Regions from separate parts of the Gossypium hirsutum genome. Here regions 1 and 3 are each linked to region 2. Evidence: chromatin contacts called from public Hi-C data. All regions are on one chromosome and are shown on one strand. Each heading gives the region's core, a stretch centred on a gene start, on an enhancer-like site or on the middle of the called end of the contact. The rest is flanking DNA. Distances are from core to core; before and after follow the strand shown.

Region 1 (4,149 bases), core at 719-3,218, 800 kb after region 2:
ATGGTTGGCATCAATATATACTGTTTGTTTTTGAGATGTTTCGTTATCTACCTATCATTTGTTTTTGCAAATGTTTTTAATATTTGGGATTTATATTTTATTTGGTTTCCCTTGTGGATTAGACATGATATTCTTTCCTGAATTTTTTTAATTCAAAATAGGGTTATATGCTTACGAGAATTACTCTTCTTTAGCATCGTGTTTTCAACATTGACTCAATTTTAGTTCATACATGTATATTTTGTAAATATATTATTGCTATTAATAGTAAGGGTTGCTGTTGTTGTATACTATTATGGTTTGTGTGTTAAATGTGTATCCTTTTGAAATAATGGAATGGAATGGTTAAATGTGTTAAATGTATATCCTCTTGAAATAATGGAATGATTTGTATGTTTTAGCTAAAGGAGTGGTTGAAGGTAGCAACAAGAAGGGGAAAGATATCGCGCGTTGAGCAAATCCCAAACCATCTAACGCAAATGCTCATTTTCTTTAGTTTACCTTCTTCTGTGCGATTGGAATGGGTCAGAAGATTTCTTGTTGACCATTAAAAATCATGGTTGTATTGATGATATTTTGGTAAGTTTTTGTGTTTGTAATATTTGGATGATATAATGACATGATAGAATTTAACATATGGATTATGACATATAAGCTAATGAAATCATGGAAAATTTTGTTAATATATGAATATTATATTTGGATATGAAATATAATTCTCAAGTTATTTATTACTTCTAATGTTTTATTTTTTATTGTAGAATAATTAAATTATTTGTTTCACTAATGATATTTTAGCACATTAAATATGTAATGCAGTTTAAAAACAATAAAATAGATTATATATTATTTTAACAATATTATATATTATGATTTTTTAATTCATATAATATAATAATTATATTAAGAATGTTATTAAATTGTATATTATTTTATTAAATTATATGTAATAATAATTATGTTAAAATATGATAAAATTATTTATTATTATTTTTAATAAAAATATATTAAACAATAATTTTATTAAAATTTAATAACAACAATAATTATCTACATAAAAAAATTTTGCTAAGGGTGCTTTGGTCATTTAAGTCTTTTTCCTTATACTATTACAACATCTATTCTATTCAATCAAAAAAAAAAATACTATTACAGTTCTATTTTAGTCCATTCAACCAAACAATTGAATTATTAATTACAAATCTATTCATTAGAGCTCTATTCAATTATAGCTTTATTCTATTACAGTGAATCAAACGTACCTTTACGAGTATTAAGTTTTAATAAGTATTTAGGTTTAAGGTCTGAATTTAGGTTTGGGTATGTAATTGGGTTATGGGCTTTTGGCCTTATAGATTATGATTTATCCGTGTTATTTGATTTAAAATGTCAAAATCGAAAATCAATCGAATAAACAAATTATACTGAACATAAAAATCAGTTAAATTAAAAAACCGAAAAAATTCAATATTTTTGTTCAATTCACTTTGATTTTTCGGTTTAGAATTTTTTTTCCACACCCATAATTATGGGTAATTTTATGCTTTGTATAAAAAATAATTATAATTAGGAATAAATATTAAAATTACCATGAACTTTATTTTAATGTTCAATGTTATATCTAAATTTTTAATTTGTGGAATTTTATATATGAAAATATTATTGACATAATACTAATTTATGTTCATATATTACAAACAAAAACAAATATATTAATAAGAGAATAAATATGCTTTGACGCACTAGAACTTATATATTTCAGTATTGATAATAATGTCAATATCAATTGAACTAAGACTTAATCAATAATAAATATATTTATTTCTTTAAATGTATACAATTAAACTAAAAATTAAAAGTCTAATCCATATATGGAAACAGGATATAGATAACTGCATCAAATTGAATTTCTTGTATTAAATTTCACATTAAAACTATATATATAATTTTATATTTATCTATAAATTATATTTATCTATCTATTATTATTAATCGCAACAGAGACCCGAGCCGTATTTAGATCGCATCACATAAGTACATAATATCAGCTTTCTTATAGAAAAACCCTAGTCTTAAACCCGTCGGTTCTCGTCTCCTTTGCATTTTGAAGAAACACTTCATTTATTTAGCTGTTTCTTCATCTCTGATTGTTGAACTATGAAGAGCAAGAATGAGAAGAAGCGGGGGACGTCGGCCACAAAAGGATGCCCAAAAGGGAAGAAATTTTCGCTGAAAAATGATCCCTTTTTCGAGACGGAGAGTAAGAAGCGGCGGAAAATGGACTACGAGGATGATGACATTGAGTCAGGTGGTTCTGAAGAGGAGGCGGAGATTCAGGGGGCTTCTGACGGAAACGGCGGAGAGGATGAGAATGAGATTGAGGAGACTCCTGGTGAGATTCGGAAAAGAGTGGCGACGGAGCTTTTGGATAAGATGAGGGCAATAGCAAGGAAGGAGAAAGAGGGCAGGGATGGGGACGAGGAAGTGGAAGAAGAAGAGGCTAGGGATTCGCTTGTGGCCAAGATTTTGCAGCAAGAACAGCTTGAGGAGAGTGGCAGGATTAAGAGAGTCGTTGCTTCCAGGTAAAAACAATTTTTTTCTATGTTTAAAACGTCTAATCACTGTTCTAGTTTTGGAATATCGTAGGAGCACTTTTGCTTTGTTATTGAGAGATTGCTTACATTGTTGAATGTACTCAACTCAGGCTTAAAAAGCCAGAAACTGCTGATGGATTTAGAGTCATGGTGAAGCATCGTCACACTGTTACTGCTGTAGCTTTATCTGATGATGACTTGAAGGGCTTCTCAGCTTCCAAAGACGGTACTATTTTACAGTGGGATGTAGAAAGTGGGAAGACAGAAAGGTACCAATGGCCTAGTGAAGATATTCTTAAAAGTCATGGGGCCAAGGATCCAAGGGGTCGCCTTAAAAAGCACAGTAAAAGTGTATTAGCCTTGGCTGTTAGTTCAGATGGCCGGTATTTGGCTAGTGGAGGCTTAGACCGCCATGTTCATCTATGGGATATTCGTACAAGAGAGCATTTACAGGTAGTTCCGCCTTACTTATCAAACTTAGCAGATATACTAGATGATATTGACATATTGTATACCTTATTTTTGGAAAAAGCCCAAAAGTAGAAGGAAAAAGACAACATATTTCTGTTTTTAGTTTAGTCAGTAATATGTAATCTCACCAACTTAACCCATTCCTGTTTTTCAATGATGAAGTGTACAGTTTTCTCAATTTGGCCTTTCATATGTTCTCAACAGGCATTCTCAGGTCATCAAAAGCCTGTGTCATGTTTAAGTTTTAGGCAAGGTACTACAGATCTTTTTTCTGGATCGTTTGATCGAACAATCAAGTATTGGAACATGGAAGACCGAGCTTACATTGACACAATATGTGGTCATGAAAGTGAAGTGTTGACCCTTGATTGCCTAAGGAAAGAACGAGTATTGACAGTTGGCCGTGATCGATGTATGATGTTGTTTAAGGTAAACATGATGTAGAAGTTTTAGTTCATCATCCAAGTAGACAATCATGGACGAAAAAATAACAATGTGATGTGGAGTAATGCTTCTGATAGAAGTTCACTTGTGTTCACTGTACAATCAAAATTGTTGGATATCTTCTAATATGCACCCCCTACGACCCTTCCACCCCCTATATTCTGAGCATATTATTGAACTGCTAGTAGAATTTGTTTCATTGAACTGTAGGCTAGGTGGATACTGGGATATTGCTTTTGTTCTCCATATCTGATAAGCATCCCTTTTGAACCATGCTGACTAGGTTCTCGACCAGTCTCGATTGGTTTTTCGTCCCCCACCAACATCTTTGGAGTGCTGCTGCTTTATTAACAATGATGAATTCTTATCTGGCTCGGACGATGGAAGTATTCAACTTTGGAACGTATTAAGAAAGAAACCTGTATATATTGTGAAGAATGCTCATGCTCTGCTGCCTGCTGGCCAAAATGTTGAACAAAAAGGCTGTGAAAATATCCCTGATAATTGTTTAGGTAATCACAAATATTTCAATTAACCCTGTTTTTCATGTGTCTTAAGCCCAACCCGGCCACCCTAGATACACCTTTTATCATTTAAATACTTAAAAATATTTTAAATGAATGAAGGTCTTTGTTTAGAC
Region 2 (4,222 bases), core at 1,422-3,921:
CAATTAGAGGGTAATCGTTTTAGATTCCCTGGGGGAGGTACCATGTTCCCTCGGGGAGCTGATGCATATATCGATGATATTGGCAGGCTCATTCCTCTTACCGATGGAACTATTAGAACAGCAATTGATACTGGCTGTGGGGTAAGTAACGAATATCCTTTTCAATTTACTTGCATCTTTTCCCATGCTTCGTAATTTGTTGCTGTCTATTTTGGGCTATAAATCTTTTACAATCATCAATTGCTTTCGACTCCTGTTCTATTACGAAGTCCATATCCACTTTCAGTCTATGTTATTAACTGGTACTTCAATTGCTAGTAATTATTTTCTTCTTTACCCTGGTGTTAGGTTGCAAGTTTTGGTGCTTACCTCTTGAATAGGAATATCTTGACAATGTCTTTTGCTCCAAGAGATACGCACGAAGCACAGGTCCAGTTTGCGCTGGAACGTGGAGTTCCAGCAATGATTGGAATTATGGGGTCACAGAGGCTTCCATACCCCGCTAGGGCTTTTGACTTGGCTCATTGTTCTCGCTGCTTGATCCCTTGGCAAAAATATGGTAAGGGATCTGCACGTCTTTTTTCAAAAATGAGATTAACTCTGTTAGGAAGGTGCAATGACCGTTTTACTACCCTCTATCTCCTTGCTTTATAGGTTTAAAAGTTGTGTTAAGCTAATGGTTTCATTTAATTAGTATAGATGGTTTGTACCTCGCTGAAGTGGACCGGATTCTACGGCCTGGTGGTTATTGGGTTCTTTCCGGTCCCCCTATTCACTGGAAGAAGTTCTGGAGAGGCTGGGAAAGGACACGGGAGGACTTAAAACAAGAGCAAGATGCTATTGAAGATGTTGCCAAAAGCCTATGCTGGAAGAAAGTGATTGAAAAGAATGATCTATCGGTTTGGCAAAAGCCCATTAACCATGTTGAGTGTCTCAGAAGTAAGAAGCTCTTGAAAGCACCGCACATGTGCGAGTCAGATGATCCAGACACAGCTTGGTACTCTCATTGGTGTCCTTCATGTTCTTGTTTCCTCCTTGATACATACTCTGTTATTCATATTGTCCACTGTGGTCTCATTTTCCTTTTGTCATTTGTGCTAAAAAGGTACCGGAATTTGGAAGCTTGTGTAACTCCACTTCCTGAAGTAAGCAGCTCAGATGATGTTGCTGGTGGGGCAATGGAAAAATGGCCAGAGCGAGCATCCGCTGTTCCTCCTAGAATTAGGAGTGGCTCAACACCAGGCATCACAGCTGAGAGATTCGAAGAGGATAATAAACTTTGGAAGGAAAGAGTAGCACATTACAAACGAATCATTAGTCCACTTCCCACTGGACGATATCGGAATATTATGGACATGAATGCTTACATTGGGGGATTTGCAACAGCTATGTTAAATTATCCAGTTTGGGTCATGAACGTGGTCCCTGTAAATTCAAACCATGACACTTTGGGAGTTATTTATGAGCGAGGTTTAATTGGTACCTACCAGGACTGGTGTGAGGCATTCTCAACATATCCAAGAACATATGATCTCATCCATGCTAGTGGCTTGTTTACTTTATACCAGAACAGGTAATGTTATGAGAGGTGGTATTCTCAATCATGAGCACGTAATTCGTAATTGTGGTTGAACTGATGTTATATATTTTTCATTGAAGGTGTGACATCACTTACATCTTGCTGGATATGGATCGGATTCTGAGGCCGGAAGGGACCGTTATATTTAGGGACACAGTGGAGCTGCTTGTGAAGATCCAGAGTATAACAGATGGAATGAGATGGAAGAGTCAGATAATTGACCATGAAAGCGGACCTTTCAATCCAGAGAAGATTCTTGTTGCTGTCAAAACATACTGGACTGGTGAAGCAACTCAAAAACAGCTCTAACTGGGATTTCAATCATCTCTCTTTTCTGCACTTCATTTGTCACAATTTTTCGTCTTGGGAACAGTCAAAATCACTGAAATTTCACCCAAGATAAGGGTAAAAGGGTGGGTTTGATTAAAATTATTGATGGTATAATTTCATTGATGCACTGTAATACTAAGCAGATTCTCTTTGTACTACAAATCTAGCGGATACTGCCATTGTCTTAAGCTAAATAGATATGTACACTGTCTGCAGTAATTGAAAAGTAGGCTCTCTGTAGCCTACCCCTACAGTTTTTGAATTAAATGATCAATCATATACATTGCAATGCGAGATGATAAGGTAGGGATTAGAAGATAAACCTGTTTGTCTTCTTCAAAAGCAGCAGCCACCGCATATTCAAAGAACTGTGGTGCACTGTTGGAAATGTGATCTTAGAAAATAAAATGTTCATTCGAAAGAAAAGCTTAAACAAAAGCTTCTGTAAGTTCTTTCAAATTGGTTTTTCTTCAGCAACTCTTTGTACAGAAGCTTGTAATAGCCCGTAAGGCCAAGGAATCCCCTTTGTTGTAGTTATATTCATCGGAATTGGCCATTGTTGATTTCCAGCCCTTGAGCTTAAACATCAAACTGACCAACTAATGCCAATGGCCATGCAACAGATAATAGGTAGTTGCTAGAGGGTGATAGCCAAGCATTGAAATGAAAATCCTTTGCTTTAGGGGCTCTGCCTGCCCCCATGTGGGGTTATGAAGCTCACTCAATAAAAGGCGAAAGAGACCGTTGGCTAGTAGTGGGCATTGAGGCCAACAAAGGCCAAGGTTGTTCTTGCCAATGCTGCCTGCTAGTCAACTTGGACCCTCTTAGGCTAAAATTTTTCTCAAATAAATGGACAAAATGACGAATAAAATTAAAATAATAATAATAATAATTTGAATGGTGTTGCGTGGGAATGCGGGACAAATTACTCGCGGTCCACGTAATAAAAGAACCAGAAATCCTTTTCCTTTGATTTGCTTTCCCTTTCATGGTACCATCGTTCATTTTAATTTTTTTTTTTGAATAATCAGGAAAAACCCAAGGAGTAGAAAATGGAGAATGTGGAGGAATCGACGAATGAAATGGAAGAAGAAGTAGGGAAGGTGATGGAGCAAGCCAGAGAGTTGCAAGAAGCAGGCGCGGGCCTCATATCCATGATATCCAACGACGAGCAATCTCTTCGCCTAAAGGCGAATTCTCTCGATTCCTCTATTCGCCACCTCCGTTCCTCCATTACTACCGTTCTCTCTCAGAAGCTTTTGGATCCCAAACTTGCAGACAAGGTAAACTCCCCACTTTGCATCTTCTTTTTTCGTTTTTCATTTTCCATTTTTAAATTTGGAAAAAGAAACAAATCCTGAAATTTGGATCTGAAAACAGCTGGAAGAGGATTTACAGACAGCGATATGTATTATAACCGATGGAGACGCTGCTGGTTTTCTTCCTGCCAATGCTCAGGGTATAATAATTTCTTTCTTTCTTTTTTCTTTTAAAATTTTAGTAATTTAATTTTCCTGGTATTAGAGTTATGAATTGATTAATAATGAAATGGAAATTGGGGAATGGCAGGTTGGTATCTAAGGATGTTTCTGGGACCAATCAGTGTTCGTGCATCTCGCAAAGAGATCCAGTTGAAAGCTAAGGAGGAATATAATAGCTACAGAGTAAGCATTACTTCACTATAACTCTCCTTTTCTAAAATTCGATTCTTTGATTGTCTTGTTGTTGGCATCCCAATATGCCCTTCAATTTCACTATTGCATCAACTCAATTTCACATATAGCCTCTTTTTTGCATTTAGTTACCCCTTACTATTGTATATTTAGACATCTGAAAGTTGTAGTATAAGTTTTTCTGATTCATGATCTATCCGTGAATCATTTTTTTATAAGCTAAAAGAGAAGATATTTGAAATTTAACTATATATTCTTAATAAATTCTACCTCCCTTCAACAGGATAGGACTGCCTTAATGTTTATTCTTTTTCCATTAATTTTGCTTATTTTACGATCGTGGATATGGGGAGGATGCTTGCCTGCATTTCCAGTTCAGTTGTACGAGGTATTTTATGAATTATTCCTTAGGGTTTTTGTTTGAGAGTCAGTTCCTTTGTTATTGGTTTAATGCTGAGTATATGCTCTATTAGGCATGGTTGTTGTTCCTTAACACTGGTTTGGCTTTGCGAGAGAACATATTGCGAGCAAATGGAAGTGACATTCGTCCATGGTAATTGCATGCCATCTTTTTTTTTCTTTTCAAATGTTTTCCAAAAGCAAGCATGTTTACTTTCTAGTTTTGTTTTGTATAAATGGA
Region 3 (4,268 bases), core at 1,575-4,074, 530 kb before region 2:
TCTTCACCGAGGCCAGCACTTGTCAATTTGCCATCATCAAAACAGCCTGCAGACACTTTCATTGGTCCGTTAGAAATTTTCATTAGCAAGCGTAGTCTTCTTGGAGCATTGCCCTGATTTAAAATGTGGTCTAAACTTGGTTTTCCCTGAGGCCCACGGGTCCTAAAGTTGAATCCAGTTCCAAGAGTTTCAAAGTCTTCTAACGGTTGTTGCAGAGGCTGGCAGGCTCTAGTCCTCATTCCAGTTACACCACCGTTATTCACATGATACCTCAGACCAGTTAATTGTTGCAAATTATTAAAATCACCAATTGCAGAATTAGTAGATGAAGTTGCTTGGCCAACGCAATAGTTTTCAGGACCACCAATATGTCCACCTATAAATACTGGATCATATGGCGCAGTTTGGGTAAGGCTGGACTCTAAGGAAGTTAGCATTTGCACGGAGTTCTTGTCATCAATAAACCCACCAGACCACCCAGGACCTCCAATGTCTGACTCATACTGGTAAAGAATTTCAAAACATAAAAAATTAAGTTAGAATCCAACCATAAACTAAATCTCAGAGCCTTCAAAGTGAAAAACAAATGCAAAATATGAGGCAGAAACTCAAACTCAAGCTTTAGAAAACTAAACAGGAAACAAATAATGGTTACATACAAAGGAAATAAAGGCTAGAAGTTATCTCTGTACCTGAACTGGCAACATTTCAGTGTATATGCCATTTTCTTTGACATAGGAGGTTTCTGGTGGCATTGCCTTCGAGATGAATGCATTACCAGACAAGGGCATTTCGGTTCCAGCAACCAAGTTTTTCCAACTGTTAGACTCTTCAGAAAAGTTATCATGGTTATTCAAGGCCTCATCCAACAATGGGAAAGATATATCTTGTTTGCTAGTCCCATCCTGGAAATGGAATCCATTTTGATCATGGCCAAAGTCGCTTGCATAAGGGGAATCCATGTAGGGCGGCAGATCTTCAAAAAATTGTGAGTTCATTGGCGAGAAGACTTTATAATCAATTTCATCACAATTGGGTTCATACAAGTCTGAATTGCTTCCCAAGAGCGGATATTTCTGTGTTAATAAGCAAAAAAACAGTTCTTGTCAAGAGTCATGGTATAGTCAATATAAAACAATGATGCATGCAACAATGCTAGAATATAGGTAACTTGTTGACTTCTACCAAGGTTTCTTCAGCTGCGTGATCTTCTGCATCAGAAGTCATATGACTATTGCAGCAGCTGTCACCCGTTATTTGACCATTTGGCATGGAAGTATCGGGATTCTGAGCTTGTGTCTCAGATGATATGGTATCTTGGACAAGATCCGATGATGTATCATCATCAGGAGCAGATTTTGTCATGGCAGCCGAACATACGGTTTGCTCAACCTCATCGTACTTCACAATATCATTCTTCTCTTCCGGTTTATGAAACAATCGACATTGAACAAAAGCACTCTGCACCAAGAAAAAGGGTCCAAGTCATATAGACATTCTTGTTTTTATTTGAATCAAACCCTTAACTAAGAACAGCAAGCCTAAAAATTAAGAAGGAAAACCTGGCCAGGGGCGGTGCCATCAAGGTCCTTTGTAGTGGGACGGTACTCATGCATGATCCAGTAAGTACGCTGGCCCTTGGGAGCACGGCCCTTGTAAAAAACCAAAGTCTTCTTCATGCCAATCAGTGACTTTTTAGACTTAATGGTTCGATCCTTACCCGTTGCTTTCCAATATCCTTTATCCGTAGCTCTGTTGGAACGATGGCTGTTCGGGTACTTCCTATCAAGCGGGCAAAAGAAGAACCACTCTGGATCGTCCGATTTTATCACCGACAGTCCTGTACTTAAATTCAACCATCCCAGTAATAAAAATTCAGAATTTAACTAATTTTGGAACATAAAAACTTTTTTTCGCAGAGAGGAATTTCAAAAAAAAAAAAAACCGTAAGTTTACCTCAAATTGCAAGTTGTAGGAATCGAATTTATGAAATAAAATGTATATTAATTTCATATATTGAGCGAATAAAGCAAAATTTCCAGCTGACGCTTTGGCTAAGGCTAAGGTATCAAAGAATCAAAACAATACTTAAACCAATAATTTCTTTCTTACGCAAAAGAAAAAGAGAAAAAAGAAATACCAGGCAAATCCCATGGCTCCCATTTGCAGACATCGATTTCAGGAATGACACCAACCTCGGAATGACGACCGTTGATCTTCAATCTAAGGTAATGATTGATGAGCTCCTCATCAGTCGGCCTGAACCTAAACCCTAAAGGCAACGTTTCCATCGTTAAAACTGCCATCCTTTGCTAGTTTTCAAAAAAAAAATTCTCGATTCTGAGTAAAATTGTCTTCTTCTTCTTCAGTGACTATCCAACTAGATTACTTAGGAAGGTAAATTAGTTGATTTTCAGTTGAGAGCTCCGTCAGGTCGCTTTCGTCTTAGGGTAAAGCCGCAAAGCCAAGTAAATGTGAAAAAAAAAAATCATGTGTGAGTAATCACGTGACCATGTCCGGTCCCTTTTTGCAGCCGTGTCGCTCTACCATTGGTGGAGACTGAAGCGCATTACAAGAGGAAGACGATGAGAGGCGCCCACAGCGTAGAAAAAACCCCGGTGTGGACGGCGAATTGAGCCACCCAATAATTGAGCTCCTTTTTCCTCCTTTTCCAGCGTAGGCTAAGGCAATGGAGCACTAGATCCTACACAATTACCAAAATACCCTCTCTACGCTTTTGTCACTTTTTTTTGCTTCTTGCTTTTTGGATAATACCGTCCACGTCTTTTCATTGTAATGTTGCACTGAGGAAAAGGAGCACAGTGAGTTAGCTTATCACGCAAGCCTTTTCGTATTTTTATAGTCTCAGTAAAGTTCAAGCTTTTTCTATTGGTTTTTATTAAAACAGAAAAAGGAAAAATTTATTTTGCCTCGTGCGCCCGGCTGGCTATAATATTGTGATATTTGCCCAGAAACTTTTTTTTTGATTCATTCACGTGCTTTTCTAGTGTTCTATATATATGGATTACTTGCAACCAGATTTAGATTCTAAAATTACTACTAAACTTCAAAATATATTAATTAAGGTTAAAAACTGCTCCAAGTCCTTGTATTCTTTGTACATTTGAACTTTATTCCTCTTATTTTCATTTCAATGAATTTAGTCCCTCTGCTTTTCAAATTTAAAAATATATGTTCAATTGTTAATACCATGAAATTTTCTATTAAATTCAGATTCATTGCAAATGTTATTTTCTGTTACATAATCGTGAAGTGAGACTTTCTTTTAAATTTTCAAAATATCGTGTCAACAAATTTAAAAAAAAATTAACAAATTAATAATTAAATCTAAAATTTAAAATTTAAAAAGTAAAAAGACTAAATTATTAAAAATAAAAAAATAAAGACTAAATTCTAAAAGTAAAAAAATCTTAAACTTTGACTGAAAATTGCTTATAGAAAAATTTTGATTTTTTATGATATTTGGATGATTTCACGTAATCATTTGGTTTTTTTAAAAAATCATTTTTCAAAGTTTTTAAATAAAAAATGCATAATATAAATTATAAAATATTATGGAAATATTACCGTTTGACAAACTAGTAATAACTATATTATCTCCTATAAATTTAATATTAACTTAATTTGAAGTTATAGGTATGATGTTGGATGGTGAAACACCGGAGCCAAAAGGATAAATGAAAACAAATATTCATTTATACTATTAAAATATTATTACTAAATATTTAGAAATTATCATTTATATATTTAATAACAATAAATTAATAAAAAAATATTTCAATACTATTTAAAATTTAAAATAATTATTAATATTGAAATCTATTATCAAAATAATATTATAATATTAAATATCAATATTTTAATATTTTTAAAATTAAAATTTATTGTTACTATAATAATATTTTACTCAATTTTAAATATTATATTACTTATAAGGGAGTTTTTTTTCTTAAAAAGATGGTCTTATGTTTTTTGAAAGAAGACAATTTGTCAAAAATAGTCCTTAAAATATGCAAAAAAAAATCAATTAAGTTTATGCAGTAAATTTGCACTCAATTAAGTCATTTCTATTAACTAAAATAATCAATTAAGCCCATCCGTTAACAATTCCTGTCATTGTTCACGTTGACCGTTAAAATAAATTGATGAACTAATCAAATGGTGATATGCTGCAACTTCTGGGTTAATCTAATATTTTTCTCATTAAAATATTGAAAACTAATATTTTTCCCATTAAAATATTAAAA

What was found. A called contact is a pair of places that touch in the nucleus more often than the background predicts.
Region 1: a Hi-C map of leaf shows a contact between it and region 2, with 3 times the contacts expected there. The contact joins the promoter of LOC107951320 here to the promoter of LOC107951386 in region 2. A contact is called at or near these places in 3 of 34 Hi-C or Micro-C datasets (all in leaf).
Region 3: a contact with region 2 is called in a Hi-C map of hypocotyl, with 4 times the contacts expected there. The contact joins the promoter of LOC107951298 here to the promoter of LOC107951386 in region 2. A contact is called at or near these places in 5 of 34 Hi-C or Micro-C datasets (hypocotyl, leaf and petal).

What each region holds. Positions count from the first base shown.
Region 1 is chrA02:40,777,144-40,781,292 of Gossypium_hirsutum_v2.1, reverse strand. LOC107951320 (U3 snoRNP-associated protein-like EMB2271) reads left to right here and starts at 1,968. Exons shown (of 7, transcript XM_016886322.2): 1 at 1,968-2,582; 2 at 2,705-3,047; 3 at 3,270-3,494; 4 at 3,793-4,021. The coding sequence starts at 2,158. It overlaps LOC107951321 (a long non-coding RNA gene), which reads left to right. Exons shown (of 3, transcript XR_001698397.2): 3 at 402-746.
Region 2 is chrA02:41,577,485-41,581,706 of Gossypium_hirsutum_v2.1, reverse strand. LOC107951386 (transmembrane protein 120 homolog) reads left to right here and starts at 2,671. Exons shown (of 11, transcript XM_016886433.2): 1 at 2,671-2,849; 2 at 2,941-3,192; 3 at 3,290-3,368; 4 at 3,479-3,573; 5 at 3,866-3,970; 6 at 4,056-4,135. The coding sequence starts at 2,962. LOC107951385 (probable methyltransferase PMT18) reads left to right here. Exons shown (of 7, transcript XM_016886427.2): 3 at 1-141; 4 at 349-559; 5 at 700-997; 6 at 1,106-1,573; 7 at 1,660-2,176. The coding sequence ends at 1,888.
Region 3 is chrA02:42,110,893-42,115,160 of Gossypium_hirsutum_v2.1, reverse strand. LOC107951298 (protein NTM1-like 9) reads right to left here and starts at 2,824. Exons shown (of 6, transcript XM_016886298.2): 1 at 2,141-2,824; 2 at 1,563-1,845; 3 at 1,186-1,461; 4 at 693-1,076; 5 at 1-503. The coding sequence starts at 2,163.